Regions from separate parts of the Gossypium hirsutum genome. Here regions 2 and 3 are each linked to region 1. The links are chromatin contacts, called in public Hi-C maps. All regions are on one chromosome and are shown on one strand. The core of a region is the stretch at or near the end of the contact, and the rest is flanking DNA. Distances in the headings are between cores, read along the strand shown. Region 1 holds the start of LOC107948874 (diaminopimelate epimerase, chloroplastic). Region 2 holds the start of LOC107948871 (protein SLOW GREEN 1, chloroplastic). Region 3 has its middle 11 kb from the start of LOC121228731.

What was found. Hi-C and Micro-C count contacts between places; a contact is called where the count stands out from the background.
Region 2: a Hi-C map of leaf shows a contact between it and region 1, with 3 times the contacts expected there. The contact joins the promoter of LOC107948871 here to the promoter of LOC107948874 in region 1. A contact is called at or near these places in 5 of 34 Hi-C or Micro-C datasets (callus, hypocotyl and leaf).
Region 3: a contact with region 1 is called in a Hi-C map of leaf, with 2.1 times the contacts expected there. The contact joins the enhancer-like site here to the promoter of LOC107948874 in region 1. A contact is called at or near these places in 2 of 34 Hi-C or Micro-C datasets (hypocotyl and leaf).

What each region holds. Positions count from the first base shown.
Region 1 is chrA04:70,151,431-70,155,186 of Gossypium_hirsutum_v2.1, reverse strand. It overlaps LOC107948874 (diaminopimelate epimerase, chloroplastic), which reads right to left and starts at 1,390. Exons shown (of 9, transcript XM_016883530.2): 1 at 812-1,390; 2 at 562-729; 3 at 67-137. The coding sequence starts at 1,201.
Region 2 is chrA04:70,014,660-70,018,522 of Gossypium_hirsutum_v2.1, reverse strand. It overlaps LOC107948871 (protein SLOW GREEN 1, chloroplastic), which reads left to right and starts at 1,601. Exons shown (of 1, transcript XM_016883526.2): 1 at 1,601-3,206. The coding sequence starts at 1,982. The coding sequence ends at 2,977.
Region 3 is chrA04:70,320,861-70,324,475 of Gossypium_hirsutum_v2.1, reverse strand. No RefSeq gene overlaps it. Among protein-coding and RNA genes, the nearest start is that of LOC121228731, 11 kb to the left of the region's middle. Within about 2 kb of position 1,760, at least 2 of the 9 cell types and tissues checked have an H3K27ac peak or open chromatin away from gene starts, as enhancers often do. A contact at or near this core is called in leaf, where this site is marked.

The DNA.
Region 1 (3,756 bases), core at 141-2,640:
TCAAACATATACACAAGGCAACATTATGACTGTTGGGAACATAGAAGTACACGCCATTAACTGTACCTTTGCTTCCCGTGTAAATTCTCAAGTTCGGCAATGAATCTCGCAAAGCACCTTACCCCATTCCCACACATCTAGAAGAAAAAATATTAATTAAAAAATAAAGCCAAAATTCTATTTTTATGTAAAAAACACATAATTGATCCAAGAAACCACTCAATATTCAATTTCAGTGATTCAACCAGAGAAACAAAGAATCAAAGTGACACACTAAGTCCCCATTTAGTTATCACTTTCACTAACAGACGTTTAGCTTTGATAGAAAAGGCAAATAAATAAGCATTTGGATACAAAATAAAAAAGGTAGATTCATTGCTAAATGAATTTAAACAATTAAAAACATAAATAAGAATTGTGTTAAGGCATGAAATTATTTTTATACAGAATAGTTAAGTTTTAACTTGTATTTATACTGAAAGTTTGGTTTCAGTTTGAATCAAATATATTTACTAATATATACGTCTTTTAGCAACTTTTGCGCAAGAAAAAGCTGATTACCTCGGGCTCGCTGCCATCGGAGTTGAAGATTCGCATAGTATAATCGGTACCGTTGACTCCCGGCATCGCAAAAATCACTCCATCAGCTCCGATACCGAAGTTCCTATCGCACAACTTCACCGCTTGCTCCGGCGTAATCCTCGGTTCCGTCGAGTCCCTGTTATCAACCTACGGCAATAAACAAGAATTCAGCTAAGGCAATTTGTGCTACATTTTTCCCAGCTAAATATAAATGAACTGGAGAAATTACCAAAATGAAATCGTTCCCAAGGCCGTGGTACTTAACGAAGTGAAGAAATCCACTTTCCCTTCGGTCAAGGAACGACGTCGTGGAGATTTTCTCTGGAGTTCCGATGCTCATGGAAGATGCAGAGACTCGAAGGTTAGGGTTTTTAAGAGAAGAAAAGTTGGAACGAAAAGAATCGAAATGAAGAGAAGAAGTTGATCGAAAAGGGGCGGCGATGGAGGCGGGTGAACGGCGAATTTGTGGCGGGAGGGAGAGGAAAATGGCGGCGGCGATGGCCATGAAGCTTTTGGTTTCTTCGTTTGATTTGAGACGGCGGGTTTTTAGTGTTGCGGTGGCGTTTTTGCAGTCAAAAATTGGAAAGGGCAACTGATTTTTCATTTTTGTCTTTGTCATGTAAAAGAGGTGGTGGGATCCTACGCGGATTGTGAATCGTGTAACCCGTTTGTCTATGAAGAGATTTGATCAGATTTCATGATAATGAGAAGATTATTGAGATAACATATTGTATACGATACTTCGGGTTGAGCTCAGCACAAGCTTGTAGATCTATGTGTACTAGTTCCAACTCTAATTCTTTAGAGTTGAAACTCTCTCTTGCTAGAAATGTTATCCCACACCACTGTATATTTACGATATTAAAATAAAAATATCATATTAAATTGTAGTAAAATAAAATTTAAAAATTAAATATATTAGTACATGATGTTATTTTTAATTATGAGTTAGTGTTAAATTAACTTGTGATATCAACACAATTAATAACATTTTATGGATATATATCAACTAATAGAGATAATAAATTATGCATATTAAGTTAAAAATGTAAAAATATATCAAAATAAAGTTTTGATTGAGTTGTAAATTTAATGTTTTATCTATACAATTAGCACAAATTTAAATATCACTATATGCATATTTTTATTATTTTTTGTTAAAATGAAAAAAACTAAAATACTCTCAAATAAAATAACTTGTTTTATTTATGGGAACTCCCCCACATCATTGCTTGTGCTCAAGCAAGGAAAACTACATACAAAATAAAATAAAAGATGTTCATAACTACATATAATTCTGGCATGATATATAAATGGCTTACCACTTTCAGTATCAAACACCTAAATTCAGTATATTACAAAGTATACAAGCATTAAGGTTTTCAATTATATAAATCCATCAATAAACCATATAGGTAATTTGATTATCCTAGTAGAATAGAAATAGTCGTTCTTGTAATTACTTAATACAATATCAATTCATGAATAAGTTTACCTAAGTCACATAGAACTTTTCAAATTGTAACGTTTTGAGGCTTAAGACAAGTATAGAATTCAAGAACAGGAAGCATCAAGATAGTTTCAAGCACGAAAAGAGTTTGACACATCAAAAAAACCTTTGCCCGCTCACCGCCTTATTTCACATTCTCTTACCTTTCTTATTTCTCCACATAGGAAGTTACAATATAATAAAGCAACTTCGACTAGCTCACGAGTTTTTGTGCACTAATGACTGAGTTTTCTACTTTTGTAACTTTGTCACCTTTGACATTTTTCAATACACCTTACTGACAATGCCTTTGTTTTTCAAGTACTTTTCTACTCGTATTGATTTTCTTTCTTATTTCTTTTGCATATATTGGCTAACCTATAATCACTATATCATACTGCTTCTTTTTACTTCACTTTGATTTTACAAAATTCGCCATGATGTATCTACTTAACCCTCAATACATATGACCAGACGTCTAAATTCATGCAATTCAAGACTAAGCAAAAAGGGTAAGTACAAATTAATAGTTTTAGCTTGGGTTTTGCATGAAGATTCATCAAGAAGTGTTTTCCAACTCAAAATAGGTACTAAGGATTAATAAATATGGTTAGCTTTTTGGCTTTGGGTTTATACCAAACAATTCATTTGGTCATCCCTAGGTATCTCAGTATTCACAAATTTAATTGATCAAGCAATCACAATTTCAACTATTTATCATACATACTACCATGCTCGTTTCCCTATATTTTCTATATCATTTGGTATATTCAATTACTTAATGCCTATTTACAATGTAATATATAGAACTTAGTAGTCCAATAATTGAAAATTTAAAATCATGCTGTCACATCCCAAAAATGGAGTTAGAAGAAACTGAGTTAGTGAAATCAATAGTGGTTACGTCTGGCTTTTTGAATTAAGGTTGTGAAAATTTTGCTAAGGAAATTGATCTGTTTTAATGGTTAAGTGTGTTGCTTGTATGTGTGAGGTTCTGGGTTTGAATCTCTCCCTTTGAAATTTTTGCTACTTTTGTCCTTATCTTTAACTCTGAACATCTAAATTAAATTTAATTCTTGCATAAATATTAACAAAAATGAGCTTGTTAGTTCAGTGGTAAGGTTTTAGCTTACCCTTTGGTTTTTTGTTCAAATCCCTCTGTGTGTGAAATAAAAATATTTTTGCTCCTCTTTGTTGTGCCGCTTATTCTATCAGAAATTTAGTCAAATTTAAACTCTAAGAGAAAACCTGATAGGTTAGGATTTTGTTTTATTTTCAATTTAATTGGGCGAGGGTTGGTGCCATCACTCATTCGTGAGCAGTTTCGAGGGTGGGTGGTAAGATTTGCGTTTTGAGATTCGTACCTTGTTGGAGTTTTCACATTTAAAGTGATGATTTTCTATTTTGCTTTTATTTTCGTGTGTAATGTGAGTTTGATTGTTTTGAAATCCTTGGTTTAGGCGAAGTTTCGACAATGAATGGTTTTCCGGCAAGTTGAGAGCTATTGAAATCGTTCGTTCGTTTAGGGTAAGAGATTGAATGCTTTAAGCGTTGTGGTGGAGTTAGTTTATCGTGATTAATTATTTTATTTTGAATGTCATTTTAGGGTCTAAAAGTGTGTTGTAACATCGTATTTCAAAAATGATTAGGTGTGTAATGAAAAACCCAAAAAACAGCGAATGACG
Region 2 (3,863 bases), core at 352-2,851, 140 kb after region 1:
CTACCACAGTTCCCTATATTCTACATATTCCATAGGAACCAGTCATTTAGAAGCATTGAAAAGAAGATGATTTAATTGCTATTTAGACCTTAAGCCATTTTCTAATTAAAAATCTATAACGATTAGACTTTACAATTTAGTCTTTAAACCTTAATTGATCACTAATTCGGCTAAATTATGTATCCAAAATTCAATTCACTTATATAATAAGTTTGTAATTACTTTTATTTAATATTTACGGCCTTGGTTTACGAAAATAGGGTCTCAAGACTGTAATTTTTGGCACCATTAGAAATTAGGTCTTTACAAAATTAGTCTAAGTTGCTTCGACAATGAATGTGGCGTCTCACATTCAGACTCGACGATCGAATCAGGTGTTACATTGGGTGATTAAAATAAAAACGTCCTGAAAGATGGGTGACCAACTACGTCCTTTACTCTTCTTTGTTAAATCTTCTATTTTACAACATAATCTCTAAAATAGACATTTTATATTTTCAAAAGCACTTTTTGACAACAATGATAAATACGGTCAAACTTTTCAAAAGTACTTTTCAACTTTAATGATATATTAGCCCTTAGTACATTTTGCTTGTTTGATTAAAATTAAAGTTCAATTCAATCGATAGCACATATTCAAATATAACAAAAGGTAATTAATAATATTATAGAGTAGACTTAATTTCAGAAAGAGTAAATTATTGGAATTAAAAGTAAAGTGATTAAACTTAATTTCAGAAAGAGTAAATTATTGGAATTAAAAGTAAAGTGATTAAAATTTAAAAGGTGAAGTAACCATAAAAGAATATGCTTTATAATATAATAAGAACAAATGGGTGAAGTGTACATGGGCCGGGCTACTAAGCCAGGCCTAAAGGCCCACCCGAAATGTGGGAGGGTTTGGGAAAAAATATAGGCACGAAAAATGGGCTTGGGCAAAAAAATAAGGCCCGTTTAAAAAACGAGCCAGGCCTCGGGTAAGACATTTTTGGCCGGAGCCTGGCCCGGCCCTGCCCGAATTCACTAAAAAAATTTAATTTTTTAATATTATTTTCTTATTATTTTCTCCCTATTTTATTACTATTTTACTATTATGTTGCTACTATTTTGTTGTTATTGTTTGAATATTATATAAAACTTATTCTATTATTAATTTTTATTATTATTTTAACGACATTTGCTAATTTTGTTATTATTTTAGAGGCATTTGCTTGTTAAATTGCATCTATTTTAGTGTTATTTAAGTATACATATTTTTTAAAATTTATTTTCAATTTGTTGAGAAATATTTATTTTGATTTTTTAGTATTTTTGATGGTTTATATATATATTAAAATTATATAAAAAAATATAAAAATTAATATAGGCGGGCCGAGTCGAGCTCGGGTTTTAATATTTTTATTCGGGCCGGGCTTAGACAAAATTTTAGGCTTATTTTTTGGGCCAAACTTGGAGCTAGCAAAAGGGCCTAAATTTTTAGTTGGGCCCAGCCCGAATCTGGTCCGGCCTTGCCCATGCACACCTCTAGGTGAAAGTCAGAAAGATGCTTTGCTTTGAGTAAATAAAAAATTCTTCTCTTGGGTTTGGCTTACAATAAGAAGGATGAGCGACAGCAGTAGTTACTTTTTTGAGATGGAAGTAAGTAGGTTTGAGATGGAAGTAAGTAGTTTCATAAATATTAAAAGGGATTTGATTGAGATGAGAGAGGACGGACGAGAAAGGTGATTCGGATAAAAGAGGCGATGGCATTTGGTGGATTGGGCTCTTTGGGTGAGGGGCTTCAAATTAGCTAAGTTTGACAAAGCATCAAATTTGGGTTTCAAAGACCGCACATTTTGGGATCCTCTTTCTTCGTTGCTCGAAGGGGTTTTGATTTTGAACTTTTCGCGTTCTCCCTCTTTCCATTTCGTTATCATCTTCTGCCTGGGTTTTAGGGACCAATATACCAAAGAAAACCTCTCTTTTTTCTGTCTCTGTAGCCATGGAGTCTTTTGCTACGTTACACTGCCGTCACCAACCTCTCCACCTCTCTTTCATTCACCACCGTCCCTATTTCCATAAACCCATCTTCTCTCTTTCATTCAGGGCTTCGTCTTCGTTCAAATTATCCTCCATCAGGGCTTCCTCTTCCTCCACTCCCTTCTTTGAACCCCCAAAGCCTTCGCCTTCGCTCCTTAAAACCACCTGCATTACCGTCACCGCTGCTGCCGCGCTTTTCTTCGCCCGCTTCTACCAGAAACCCGCTCTCGCCGCCGTGACGACACCCATCGTGGAGACCGCCACGAGGGAATCGATGGTCTCCTTAGAAGAGCAAGAGAAAACCCTGGTACAAAAATTAGGGAAGACTCCGAATGACGTTGAAACGCTGCGGTCTCTGATGGAGGTCCGGATCAAATTAAAGAAACTGCAGCAAGCTATCGATGTTATCGAGCGTTTGATTCGTCTCGAACCCCAAGACCCGGAATGGCCCATGTTAAGAGCCCAAATTCATAGCTACGCTGGCAATTTCGAGCTAGCCAAGAAGGAGTTCGAAGAAATATTGGCTAAAGACCCAGATCGGGTGGAAGCTTTTCACGGCCTTGTAATGGCTTATTCGGATTCGGGTCAGAAATTGAAAGAACTGGAAAAAAGAATTGAAGGGGCAATGGAGAAGTGCAAGAAAGAGAAGAAGAATAAAGATTTCAGGGATTTCAAGCTATTAATCGCTCAAATTCGGGTCATTGAAGGGAGACATTCAGAAGCTTTGAAGGTTTATGAAGGTTTGGTTAAGGAGGAACCAAAGGATTTTAGGCCATATTTGTGTATGGGGATTATCTACACGTTACTGAAGAAGAAAGCTGAAGCTGAGAAACAGTTTGAAAAGTTCAGGAAACTTGTTCCTAAGAATCACCCTTACAGGGAGTACTTTGTTGATAACATGATCGCCACTAGGCTTTTCGCCGAAAAAGCCGAAAGGGAAGGTGCAGTGAAGCGTTGAGTGTCTAGGGGTTTATTCATTTTCGGAGATGAAGATTCATGTTCTTACAAAGAGGTCCCTTTTTGTTTTTTTTTTCCTTTTAATTTCCTTTTATTTCTCTTATTTTTCCTACCGTTTTATTCAATGTTGCATTACATAAGTTTTTTTGGGTTTAGTATAAAGTTAAACATTGCTTAGTTGAGCTAAGCTTATCTATTATGGAAGTTAACTTCAAGCTCCTGTTATCCTATCTATTTGTTATACAAACATGTATATAAATGTTTCTTCGTCACCGGTGATTACCATTAAAAACAACAGTATAATCTTGAATAATAATTAAAAATGGGAAAACTTGCTATTGCTATCGATCCTTGAATTTCTGGCGTTGTTAAAGTGATGACTTTGAAGTACCTCTGAATTTGTTGGCAGCTTACCCTGATTGTGAAAATTACATTGCTGTTACCTTTTAGATTAATTGTGGTGAAATAGTGATACCAATGCATTGTGTTACATAGCCATAATACAATGGTTGATTAGTCATTGTGGTACTTATGGTTGTAAATGAAGTGATGAAGCCGTGGTTCATGAACAATCCTACCAATATATCCTATTCCTAACCTAGGAAATGCTATGTGACGTTTCTTATATAAGAGTAATTTGTAAAACTTGCAGTGGCTAATGAAGGATATAAGATGCATGCTGATATCTTTGAATGGAGTTCTTAATGAGAGGCTGGCAGTTTAACCTGTGCTTGTGTATTGGGAGTCAATATTTTGCTAAGTAAGATAAGAATGATTACCATGGTAGAGATTGCTGTACAATAGCTACTTTTACTGATGTTATACTATAGTTGCTTCATCCTGAGGCTTCTTTGATTAGTGAAAATTTGCTAGAATGATTTTGTTTA
Region 3 (3,615 bases), core at 511-3,010, 170 kb before region 1:
TAGAAAGGACCGGTTTACTTTTTGATTTAACATATATGAACTAATTTATTTATTTTTAAATAAAAAGACAAAATATAATTTAACTCTTAATACAGGAACTTCCGTAATACTTTTACCTTCAAAAATATTATATCATACCTCACTAATTAACTAGCTTTAATTAACTGCATAAGTTATTGAATATGAGTATTTCAGCTTATATGAGTATTTCAGCTTACAAAAACAAGATTAATTTAGAATTAAGATTAATATATTTTGATAAAAAAAAGATCGCAGTGGACATTATTAGTGCCAAAGTGTCACAGTCAAGTTGCTCCCTGGCAATGTACAAGACAAGAAACCCAGTTACCATCAGGGTTATGAAGTGAAGATTTTAAGCAATATAATTGGACCGGCATTAGCATGTTGAAAATGAAATGCTCATACATTTCCATTATATTTTCCTTTCAGTACAGCTTGGCAGCTGATCATTCCACGGTGGATCGCTCTCCATACACCAAAATTTAACCAATGCCGTTCATATAATGAAACCATATTATATTTTTAAAAAATTATGATGTTTGCTCCTTTGGATGCATGATTTTCCTCCAGGAAACATGGCTTATATATTTAATGACATAATTCCTGACTTCATGATGTCTTTACTTATTTTCCATGTAAATAATTTTGGGTTGAAAAATATCTGAATTAAATTTTTTTAAATTTGTGATCATTGACAATTGACATCGATTATAAAGGAAATAGTTCAATTTCAGTGACATGGGGCTGATAATATTCATAGCTAATAATATAGCAATTAGGCAAAAAAGTATAGTTTTAATGTGTATTTTGGGAAGTCCATGGGAAGCCCTGTCATTTTCATTCAAAGGGTTTTCTAAATAACAATTATATATAAATATATATATATCTTGGCTTGCATATTATGTAAAGTAATTTTCTTGAGCTTTTCAAAGACAGATTTAGGATTGTTTACACCCAAAAAAAGATTATCAATGATTATTCAACTCAATGCTTAGTCATAAATCATATAATAGGCTCTGACCACTAACAATATAAACCCAAATATTCTATTCTTACATTTTTCATAATTATGTGTTCTCCGTATGATAAAAGTAGCAAATATTATAACAATCATTAATTTGGGGTGTATAACATAATTAAATTTGGAATTAAGAAAGTGATGATGATCATACGCTTGCATATGAACCAATAAAAACCAATTTAGTTCATTAAAAGGGGAAAAAAATGACTTTGTGCCTTCATGAAAAGCTTGAGGACTAGGTGCTCGATTTCATGAACCAAAATATAGGTCTAAATATAAATATAATATATATTTAATTGGTTAGATGCCGTCAGCTTGACATGAAATCTTTTCAATATATATGCAGACTAAAGTCAAGTAGCTTTAGTGATGATTAAGAGTAATTCACTAGTTTTTGGACCAACATTTTTTCACTACCATAATTACTGGTTTACAAGACCCTTTCATTTTCAAACCAGTCACCCATCCTTTCCCCCTTTCTTTTTTAATTATGAGATTTTTATAATATATGGTGTTATTTAAAATTAAACCCTTAATTTTTGACACTTTCAATAAAAGAACAGAAAAAATAAATTTCGTCTTGGTGACATAAATGTCTACTAACAAGTAAGATTTTGTAACTTTGAGTTAAGCCCATTTAGTAATATCTCAATCTAAGTGTTCTGTATATACTAACCTAGGCCCGTTTAGGTTTGAGCATAGTATACAGTCCAAATGTGGAAACCATTCATTGATCTTGTATGGATTTATACGTGAGGAAATTGTCACCTTGGCCTGCTTCAGGTATCATAAACTAGCCTCGTGGCAGACGGTACTTGGTTGTAATAATTCAAGGTATGGATAGTATGCAAATCAAAATAATATAATTATATATAATTATTTGATGCAAAATTAGAATTCATCATTGGAATTGATAAAGAACACTAAAATAAATTGATTTTTTGTCTTAATCTCTTCTTCTTCTTTTTTATTTCATTACACAAACCCCTTAGTGATAGAGGTTATAAGGGTGAAGCAAAAAAAACTTTTTTGAGGAGGGGGACGGAATTAAGGTATGCATTTTATGACGGTTGAAATGCATTTTTAAGGGTTAAATTTAAAATTTATCATTTGGTAGAGGGTATAGTATGTAACACCCCTCACCCGTATCTAACGTCGGGACAGGGTTCGAGGTATTACTGGACTTAGACTTTCACCAACATGCAAAACTGGGTCACCAAATTTCGCCCAAAATTTAAAAGTTTTCAAACACATGCATACCGTCCCTTATACAGGCCTTCGAGGCCTAAAACATATCTCGAGGCAGTTCGGAACAAAACAGAGAACATTCGATAAACTTTGGGCAACTTTATAAATTCTCTTACTTTAGTGAGTCACACGCCCGTATGGGTGGGGCCGTGTGGTCACACACGCCCGTGTGGCTTGGGACACGCCCATGCCCTCAGCCTGTTTAACTCTCTGTTTATGACGTCAGCATGCATTTAGGGGCATACGGCCAAGACACATGCCCGTGTGTCTAGCCCGTGCTCGAAACTAACTTAAAATTTTAAGCGCAGGGAACGCACGGCCATACCACACGCCCATGGGGGCGATCCGTGTGTCACACATGGCCTAGACACACACCCATATGTCTACCCGTGTGGACTTTATTAGTTTATTTTCCAAGCCTTTGGCCACCCTCTACCAACCAATCGCACTTATAGGTTACCTTAATACATAATAAGGCCAGGTTATACACTTACATATAACCTTGATAAACCTCATTGCCTGTAAACCTCATATCATCGGTTTTATACATGCTAGGTTAATTCCCTTTTTGTATTAAGGGTTTCCATGTCTCATTGACGCATTTAAGGTTGGCTCATTCTTATAAATCATTGCCAATTATAACCAAGCCATCTCATGTAAACATAAACATGCATAGATTTGTAGGTCATAGCCTACTTCAAAATAAGCCAATTTCCATGGCCAAATACAAGAAGATATGTAATTTTTACAAGCTTTCATATGGTAAATTCAAATGACACATATCACAAAATAAACCAAAGCCCTATACATGCCATTGAACAAAATAAGAGTATCTATATACCAAAGCTAGACTAATTGATAGTGTGTTGACTCTCCAACCATCTTCCAATCTTTACGAGTCCTCGAGCTCTGTAAGATAGGGAAAAGAGAAGGGTAAGCATTTACATGCTTAGTAAGCCCGAATAACTGGAAAGTAAACTTACCAAGTAATAGCATATAACCATATTTAGAAAATATACCAACAAGAATGAAATGGTTTCCCTATCAAATGCACTCAATCAACAAGTTAGTCACAATAATAATACACCATGTAATTTGTTTTAGATGAGCTCATCATCCAATATTTTCATTTTTATATCTCATGTTAATCCCGTTGAGTTTCTTGGAAATCTCAATGGATTATCCATTTACCGTCCAGTCATAAGAGTGATCATCTCATGTACGCACTCCTGCGAACCTCACATCTTACGGCGGGATTACCAGTCCAGGCTAAATCCCTTATAGCGACAAACACCCTTAATGAGCTGGGATCTGAAATACCAGTC